Linked DNA regions of Mus musculus: region 2 is linked to region 1. Evidence: chromatin contacts called from public Hi-C data. All regions are on one chromosome and are shown on one strand. The core of a region is the stretch at or near the end of the contact, and the rest is flanking DNA. Distances in the headings are between cores, read along the strand shown. Region 1 overlaps Pde4d (phosphodiesterase 4D, cAMP specific). Region 2 overlaps Pde4d (phosphodiesterase 4D, cAMP specific).

Region 1 (4,517 bases), core at 481-2,980:
CTCAGAAACCGTTGCTGGGATGGTTGTGTTTGTTTGTTTGCCTGGTGCCTTTTGATATGGAGGGAGGGAAGGATGTGTCAGGTACACTGAGGACCTTAGCACAGTCATAGATCAAGTTGAGGAGGTTTAAAGAAACAGCAGAGTGTGGGCAGGAAAGAAATTTTCTCAACACTTAGAAGCCAAAGGAGCTATCTGTCCACCATTAACTGATGGCATGCACATGTCAAGTCACTGTAAACAAGAATCCCTTTAGCATCTGCCAGCTTGGCAGTCTAGGCGAAGCGGCAGGGCTGTGGACCTGGAAATGCATGCAGTAGGTGAGGAGCCAGGAAAAGAATGGAGAAGCACAGAGAAAAGGGGCAACTACACTAATCAAACAAGCATGTGCTTCCAAGTGACTGCCCTGCCTGGCTTGCTCTACAGCAGAAAGGCTGGGCTTCTCCGTAGTGTACACGATGTCAAAGGTCTTTAAAATATGCTTTCACACAGACTGAGAGGAACCTAGTCTAGTCTTGTTAGCATCTACCTAAGAAGGAAAGATGAAAACTGCCAGGATAAGGTGTTGCATGTTACAGTCAAAGCTCCAGGAGTTCCTAACCATCTTTTTTTTTTTTTTTTGGAGGTGAGTTGATATATAAATATAATAATTATACCATTATATTGTATTATATTGTTGGATGATATCATATCATATCATATTTGGTAGATTTGGTTTCCTATAGATGGAGGTCTGTTGGCTTGAAAGAGAATGAGGATTCTGTGAAGGGTGGGAGTCAAATGGCCATATATTTGCATGAGTGTATGTATCTGTCAAAAATTACAGATTCCTACAATAAGGATTATAAGATGCAAATAAATCTGATTTTAGAGTGGGTGATAAGCCTATGGCATCATCAGACATTTCAAGGATCGTTTTATTCCTCCTTTAACATCATGAGAGTAAAAGCTGCTCTATGGTTTTTTAGGGTCTGTTTTGTTTTGTTTTCATATTCCTATAATGCCCATAATTCCAGTACCACGTGAGTCTCTGTTCATTTCCCAAACTCTGGTATTAATTAAGTCTGGACACACAATGAAAACAGGATCCCTACAAAAGGTAGTCATTCTTGGGAAAAAAATCACAAAAAAAGACAATGGGGGGGGGCAAGGTGTCACTATGGAGCCCTGGCTGGCCTGAAGCTCACTATATAGAAAAGGCTAGCCTGGAATTCATAGAGATCTACATGTCTATGCCTCCCAAGTGCTGAGTTTAAAGATGTGATCCACCACAGCTGGCCTAAGACAATGTTTTTGAAGGGACATGGTTGGAAAATGTATATCATTTGTAGAGGCACTTAACAGGAAATAAAACGCAATAAACTCTCCAATAATACCAGTTAATTGCAAAGTACGTGTACTCATCCTTCAAAACAGGAAGTTATGCAAATGAAGATGGGGGGAACAAGTACCCAGGGGAACGAGGCTGAGCATGTGGGTTACACGGGTGAACCAGACTCTCTCATGCAGGCAATGTCATACTCTTCACTTCTTGCAACTGAATTCAACCCTGGCTAGCTAGAACTGCAAAAGCCTTCTCTGATGGAGGACATGCTGGTTCACAGCCTCAGTGGGAGGCTACAGGACCATCATGGATGTCGACAAATGCTAGGACACACAAGCTGCCAAACAGCAAGGATAACAACCACCACTCCATAGCAATTATTATAACTAGCACCCTGTTGCTGCCAGCACTGACAAACAACAGATACAACAATACTGATACCTGAGGTCAAGTCAAACGGCTTCTTCAGCCAAGCTCTATTTGCTTCAGATCCTGAAGCCCCATGTGATTTGCATGACCACAGTCCCAGTGGCTACCAGAGTGTGGGGAAAGAAGTAGGAATAGCCTCCCTACAAACATCTACACTGCAGACAACTGCCCAAAACAGGAAGCAGGAGAGTGTTTAGTTCCCCCACAAGCCCAAGACTGACACGTGCCAAACTACATCACTTTCTTTAGCATGGTTGGTGTACAGCACCTCTATAAGATCCTTTCTATTCCTGGTTCCCTTTACAGAGTGTGGGGGTGGGGGTGGGGGATATTATTGTCTCAATCTGTAAGTCTTCTTCTACCATGCTCAAATAATGTCACACTTTAAACTGTGTGGTATTCCTTGAGCATCTCTGGCTCGTCTTCCCCACTATGCCTTTTGAAGGCAGGTATTTCATGGTGGTCATGTGTGTTTTTATCTCACCCTTATCCCCACTGGGATTAGTGCCTTCTAAAAGCTAGCCGCTTCGTGCATGTCTGTGTTCCTCACACAACTGTGTTCCGGGGCAGCGCAACACGTACAGTTGGAAGTGTGCCACATCTACTCAGCAGGATCAAATTCTTCCGAAGCAGACCTCTTTCAGTGCAGCTCACAGGAGATCTCTGCCTTAAAGGCTTCTGTCTAGAAGCAAACCACAGTAGGATGGATTATAAACCAGCCCAAACCACTGAAGATTATATGATGTGAGTGCGGTTTTGGAACCACCCAAGAACTGGCATAAAACCTCCCTGAGGTTGCCAGCATGCTCTCTGATGGAAGCAGAATAAGGGCTTAGGCCCACAGTGGGATGTTCAGGGAATCCCTGCTTTCAGAGCCTTGTCTGACATTGCACAAACTAAACAAAGGAAAAGCCTTTGAACCACACTGCCTTTGACAAAGAGAATAACAAGGGCACCTGAAGAGTACTTATTATTTTTCTGTCTTATCTTGGGAAGCAAAACAATGTGTCACTTGGCTCAGAACGGAAAGGGGGATTGCATTAATGGACTGGAGATTCTCCCCTGCCCACTTGAATGCAGAAATCTTTAAAAAGGTTGTAATGAGAATTTTATCTCTTCCTCGGATGCTACCCTCGTACAATGGTTCGTATTTTCAGTTGTCATTAGCATCAGGTGACACGTCTGTAGACTCACCTCTCCAGGAAATCATAATAGCCCTCTTCGATAAGGTTATTGAAGAGCAATAGAACAGAACACAAACTCATTATATCCCTTCCTATGGCACTTACAGTGTTTCTTAACAAATAAAATCACAAAGACATTCTTATTTGCTGCCAAATTTGAGCTTCAACCAGGCTTTAGGTTAAGGAGCCTCTCTAAGTGGTGTTCGATGAGTAATCTGAGGGAGAGGGATAAGGAGAAGTTCAAAGTCCAGAAAGGAGTTTGCACAACCCACTGACAAAGACAAATGGTAGCAAGATGGACTTCCAAAACCACTGGCCTCATATAGGTGCATGTAGGTTGGCCTTGTTCCTGTTGTATGTAATAAGAAGAAAGGCTATGTTCCCAAAGTTACCTTTTCATGAGATCTTATTCTGAACTTCTGCCATCAGCCAGCTTGCAAGTAAATGGGCAGGAATTCTTTAGAGAACTGCTTTATTTTCACAAGGAGACCATAAAGAACAGTGCTGGCCTAAGAAGGCTGACTCAAAACCAAAGGGGCATCAGTGACCCCCATCATTATGACCAATCATCTAGTGAGTCAACGTGATACCCTGTGACTGGTCTACGTGGAAAATAACAGGGTTTTCTGCTGTTCTGACATGTACACTTCACAGGACAATAAGAATTATAAATACTGAACATCATAATGGTCACTGAGCCCCCACTGTATTGTAAGAGAAGAAATGGGGACGACCAGCAGGAGGCCAGGTCTCCTGTCTCTAACCCCCATCCTGTTCCTTGAGTTCTCATGCTTTCCACCCCACCACCATTGCCATGGCTCTTCACTTTCCTGGCTGTGGTCCCAGGCAGATGGAGAAGGAGCCTTTGTGTAGAGGCTGATGGTGGATTGCAGTGGTCACTTCTAACTGTTGTCAAGGTCCAGTGGCTAAAGCCAGAAGAATCTATGGTCAATACAGTTCTCTTCTATTTGAGATTCTTACACACATCTCTCTCCTTCCACCATCTGTTCAATGGCCATGATTAAGCTAGCAGTACCCCCAACTGCATGACTCAAATATGATGAACCGAACCAAAATTTCTAGGCCATCCTTGAAAGAATCAAGAGAGCCTGCAGGGCTCTTCTCTGGGTCCTCTGATCCACAACTCGGTCAAAATAAGAGAATGTGTGGCTATGGAGGTGCTGAATCCCAACTGATGTATTTGCAATGCAAGCCGTAAACCAAAAGCACAAGGAGAATGCACAGGAGTCTGAAAGACTGCAAAAATAAGAGACTCGGGATGCCTGCTGCTGCATAGTGTCTTCTAAAATGACAGGAAAAAAATGTACCCATGAATTTTGAACAATAGAGTCACATAAGCAAGACCAGCATGATGACTTCGGCTACTACACCAATGTGGCTGACAGAAATTCCACACAGCCCTAGCTCTAGAAGATGGTTGCTGAGAGTGAGAATCAGTTGCCTCCAGGGCCAAACTCCCACATAGGCTGTCCAAGACCAAGAGGCCAGCCATGGACACATACAGCAATGAGCAAAGCTAAATGTAAACTCAGGAGGTTATATATGTGTAATGATGATGATTA
Region 2 (5,039 bases), core at 1,428-3,927, 530 kb before region 1:
TTTTAATACTGATTTCGCGTATCAACTGAATAGTGTGGAATAGTCACCAGTTGGTGGTGAAAGTGGAAAAAAAGAGGTTAGATTTTACAGAGGTGTGAATGACATCCCGTCGCCGATGAGGACATGTTAAAAATGCTGAACGCATGGCTTCCTTTCTGAATTCTTCCCAGCTCAGTGACAAGCTAGGGGAGACTATGGTCTTCTTTCAACCATTTCCACAAATTCAGGCTAAAATCGCTCAAGAGCAGATCTCTCTCATTTTAAGGCAGGGTAACTTTCCTCATTGGTCCCTGTAGCTCACCATTTAACTTAGCATGTATCTTGTTTCCCTGACTCCATTCCTCAATGCCTGGAACTTTACTTAGAATCTTCTATTTGTTCTGGAATGCAAGAGGAACTCTTTGTTTGCACTGAGCCTGGCAATACACAGGGACACCTGGGAATCTTCAAACAAACAAACAAGCAAAAACCAATTTACTAAGCCTGATCACAATTCCTGCCCTTGGAATCTCAGGGTGACTAGGCCAGAGGATGTATGCATGTCTGGAAAGTTCAAGGTCCAGGAAACAGATGCCTTCCCATCATTCCTCTTAGACAGAAAAATCTCTCAATAGGTACAGACTGCAGATCATTCTTTTAATAATTTCGTACCATTAGATAAGTGTTGTTTATGACTATAAACTAAGTCATGGAGTTATTTAAAGCTCCCGTCCTCTCCTTTGCTGGGAGAATCCTCTTGCTTCCATTGGGGGAGGGCATCCTGGAGACAATAGCATGTCTAGCCTACACCCTGTAATTCAGAAAATGGATGTGTGCATTCTTTGTTCCAGCCAGAAATTAAATGCTTAAAACTCAAGTGCGGAGACTTACTTGTGTCTCCAAGCTATAAAGTTGGCTGTGGCTGATGATGTCACCCACTGCTGGCAAGGGAAGGGCTTAGAGATAGTTGAATGAGGGAGACACTTGTCAATGTTATTCTTATTTTAGAACTTTCCCACAGAGCACTGGCATTTTCAAAATTAGTGTTGATCCCATCAAGGAACTAGTATATGACATGTATGTTGGAGCTCTTTAGTGTAGTGTTTCTAAGCAATAAATACAAAGTTATCGCTTTTTGTAGTGAAGAACTTAAAAAGCCAATCTAGTAATCGTTGGTTGTTAATTTCCTACTTGCTTGGTAAATGCTGACATGCACAGTGGACAGAGTGTTCACAAGTCTCATGTTTAACCAGTTACCTGTAGCTGTGTGCTATATAGCATTTTCCACTGTTAAGGCAGGGGCAGCTTTTAGCTCTCCCGAAAGGCTGACTCAAAGAACTAAGGAGTACATGTCCCTCAAGCCAGAGCTGTCCCTCATAGACCTCAGATGAGCATGGCACAGTGTTTGCATAGAATCTCTGCAATCTGTCCATATTCTTTCAATCATCTCTATATATCCACGATGCTTAATACAAGTGCTGTGCAAACAGATGGTGTATTGCAGTGGTTCTGAGCCTTCCTAATGCCCCAAACTTTAAATACACTGCCTCTTGTCGTGGTAAACCCTGACCATATTTTTTTTTTCGAGACAGGGTTTCTCTGTGTAGCCCTGTCTGTCCTGGAACTCACTCTGTAGACCAGGCTGGCCTCGAACTCAGAGATCCACCTGCCTCTGCCTCCCAAGTGCTGGAATTAAAGGCATGCACCATCACTGCCCGGCCATAAAATTATTTTGTTGCCACTTGATCACTGTAATTTTGCTAGTGCTATGAATAGTGATGTAAATGTCTTATATAGAGAAATTTTGATATGTGAATGATACGTGAATGCTCTTGAGTTGCAAGCTCCAGGCTGAGAATAGTCCATCTGTGCCCAATTTACCTGTCATTTCCCCCCTGTAGTTTCTACTCATAGGCTTTAAAATTGTCATCAGAGAGACTTCATCAGCAACTGATGGGAGAAGATGCAGAATCCCACAGCCAAACATGAGGTAGTCCTGAGGAGGAGTGGGAGGAAGGATTGGAGGAACCAGAGGGGTCAGGGACACCGCAAGAATATAGCCCTGACCAGGACTCACAGGAATCAGGGAGTCTGCAGAGGTCTGACCTCGGTCAGCTGCATATGTTATAGCTGAGTAGCCTGGTGTTCTTGTGGGATTCCTAACAATGGGAACATGGGCTGTCTCTGACTTTTTTGCCTGCTTGTGGGACCCTCTTCCTACTGGGTTGCATCATCCAACCCTCTCTCTGTGTGTGTGTGTGTGTGTGTGTGTGTGTGTGTGTGTGTGTGTACAGCGGGGCTGGGCTGGGGAATGGGTGTGGAGGATCTGGGAGAGGAGGGAGGTGGAGGGGGTGGGAAGCTGGGGGAGGGGAGAGGGCAAGAACTACAGCTGGGGTGGAATATATGAGAGAATAAAAGAAAAACAACGAAAAAAGTTAGCCAAACCCTATTACAGTGCTTTAGCAATCTTGTAGACTACCACTAGGTGTCGCTCAAGCCTTAGAAACATTAAAGCGACGCTTTTAAATTTATTTTATTATTTATTTTTCTTTTTGGCGTTCAAGGGCTAACATAAAAATGCTTTCAGTGGGTTGGGTGGGTGGGTGGTGGGTAGGTGGGGACGTTACAGCCTTTTCCAGAGTTCCCAATCAGTGACATTCAGTGGCGTGTGCTGCTGCTAGTAGCCATGACATGGGGTGTAGAGCAGAAGTGTTCCCACTCTTTGTTGCTTATTTATCCTTTGGGTGTTACTACTAAACTAACGCAGGTCAAACATTGCCAAACTGTAAAATGACGGTTGGTTTTTATGTTCGAGCACGAAAGTGGCAACTATCTAGCAAATGAAAGCCTGTCGGAGTGCCTCAGCTCTAACTCAGCTCTCAAGAATCGTCACCTGGAGTCAGTGCCCACTGATTGGATTCCATTAGTTTGAATCCTGTTGGTGTCGTCTTCCTTATCGGTCAGCCCCCGTGTCACCACATCAGATCCACAGAGGACTTTCCCCCATTCTCCTGGTTACTCTGCCCTCTAACCTCCCCAACTTAACCTGCATTTTGGTCAAGGTTGATGCATGGTCTTGGTCAGTGAAACGTGGGAACATTTTTGGTGCGTATTGACCTTAAATACCTGAGGCTGTGTTAATGTCTGTGGCAACGGATTCACTTGGTAAGAGGGCCTCTTTCCCCAAACGCATAATTGGGAAAGAAGGTGGCAAGAAAGAGGCAGTGGGGGGTAGTTAGGAGGGATTTGGAGAATGGTAAGCCATGGATAGTGAAGGTCACCGACAGAGCTAAGGGGAACTTGGCCTCAAGGGAAACGGCACTGTTTCCTGTGGCACAAATGTTGCCGCAGAAGTCCAGGCTATCCAAAAAGCAATCGGCTGTCCTGACCTCAGGCACAGTGAGCGTCATCTTCTCTCCCATAGATGATCTGCCTGCCTGAGCCAGCCTCTTCCCTGGCAACAGGGAAGCCATGGGTCCGGATGAGAACTGCGGGAACCTCAGCCCCAGAGGTTTCGGTTTGGATTCTCCCGTGTGGCCCCTTCCTAAGTATCCCCCATCAAGGCGCGGGGCTTTTCTCACGCAGTTCTCATTTGTACAAACAGAAATAACCAAACCTCCCTGCAGTGACTGGGGCGCTGCTCCTGAGCCGTTTGCAAAAGGATTTCTCACGTTTAGATGTCCACTCCCTTAGATCTGGGTGAGTTCCAAGACTTTAGGCTTGGAAAGCAGAATGCTTTCCCCGATCCCTGTGGCCAGGCATAGGGGGATGCTAAATCCTGTTCCAATAGGTGCTCGACTGTCCCTTATGTCACCTGGTCACAGGTTTTTCTGGTTGTACCATTTCTTTTCACGCGTGTGACTTTAGAAAGCATGGTTTTAACAGCCCCAAGGAGTTTCCCTTTGGCTGCCTCTTCTCCCCCACCCCCCATTCCCCATAAGTGATCTCTCATACAGTCTGAGGCACCGGAAGCACCCTCTTATTAGCAGCTGAAGTGGCTCTCCCAGGCAATAGCAGGAGAAATACCAGAGGGCAAGTGCTGAACGTTGCTCACCTTCATGCTGGGTTAAGCTGCAGTTCGTTCACCCTGTGACATGATGTAATATTCCTAAATTCTGATAACAGTGAACTCGTCTATCCTTTCTACGCCTGTAAGGCTTGCTGTTAAGATGGTCTGTGATTTATTACTAAGCACTACCTGTCTGTATTTAAGTGATTCTTCGTGGGTATTTACTTCTGGTCCAGTCACAGTCTGTTTTGATGCTTGCTTACTGGTTTTTTGCTAAATGCACCGCTATGATTTTTGTTCTTGTTTGTTGTTGCTGTTGCTTTTGTTTGTTTGGTTTTTGGTTTGGTTTGGTTTTGCCTCCTTTAGAGCAGCAGAGAGTTTGGGTAAAAGTCACTCAGCAGGCCAGCCTTTTAATGGACCAGTCCTGTTGTATAGTAATGGGAGGAGCATTGCTGATGTTGGTTCTACAGCCCTAAGACACTGCTAAGACACTGACTCTCCCCCCCACCCCCACCCAAAGCATAGAAAACACATGTGTGCATAGATCATAAAGGTTAGTATCAGGGAGCAACTGTGGAGATGAACTAAAGTGTTTACCTCCATAGCTCATCACATCTTACCATCCAACTCACACACACACACACACACACACACACACACACACACTCACACATACACATATACACACAGACTCCCTCCCACCCCACACCCACAGCTATTGGCTAGTTTTTTACCAGAAACTTAGAATCAATCTTAATAATTACTCTAAAAGGTAGATTTATTTGCTGTAATAATTTCTAGGGTGATAAATTGTTTTTAGGTACCTCTTCCCACAAATGATGAGAAAATCTGACTATCTGACTGTAGGGCAAGGAGTAAAAATATAATATTCAATAAAGCAACTTGGGAAAGTGCGCAAAAAGTGACCCCCCCATTCTTAGCAAAAGTAAACTGTGTGGATTTTCTAGATAACCTGTATTTGGTTACAATCTAAGTGGTTGAATCCCAGTTTCAACCAAGGACTGTGGCTGCAGACATCACATTGGCCACA

The links. Hi-C and Micro-C count contacts between places; a contact is called where the count stands out from the background.
Region 2: a contact with region 1 is called in a Hi-C map of bone marrow-derived macrophages, with 19 read pairs. The contact joins two enhancer-like sites. A contact is called at or near these places in 1 of 15 datasets of contacts at CTCF or cohesin (stem cell-derived epiblast-like cells), 4 of 484 Hi-C or Micro-C datasets (bone marrow-derived macrophages, cortical neurons and embryonic stem cells) and 3 of 115 datasets of contacts at active chromatin or transcription factors (the NIH/3T3 cell line, bone marrow-derived macrophages and large pre-B cells).

Annotation. Positions count from the first base shown.
Region 1 is chr13:108,683,909-108,688,425 of GRCm38.p6, reverse strand. The region is part of intron 1 of Pde4d (phosphodiesterase 4D, cAMP specific); the gene reads right to left. Among named protein-coding and RNA genes, the nearest start is that of Pde4d, 32 kb to the right of the region's middle. Within about 2 kb of position 1,730, at least 43 of the 459 cell types and tissues checked have an H3K27ac peak or open chromatin away from gene starts, as enhancers often do. A contact at or near this core is called in bone marrow-derived macrophages, where this site is marked.
Region 2 is chr13:109,210,604-109,215,642 of GRCm38.p6, reverse strand. The region is part of intron 3 of Pde4d (phosphodiesterase 4D, cAMP specific); the gene reads right to left. Among named protein-coding and RNA genes, the nearest start is that of Mir582, 110 kb to the left of the region's middle. Within about 2 kb of position 2,677, at least 27 of the 459 cell types and tissues checked have an H3K27ac peak or open chromatin away from gene starts, as enhancers often do. A contact at or near this core is called in bone marrow-derived macrophages, where this site is marked.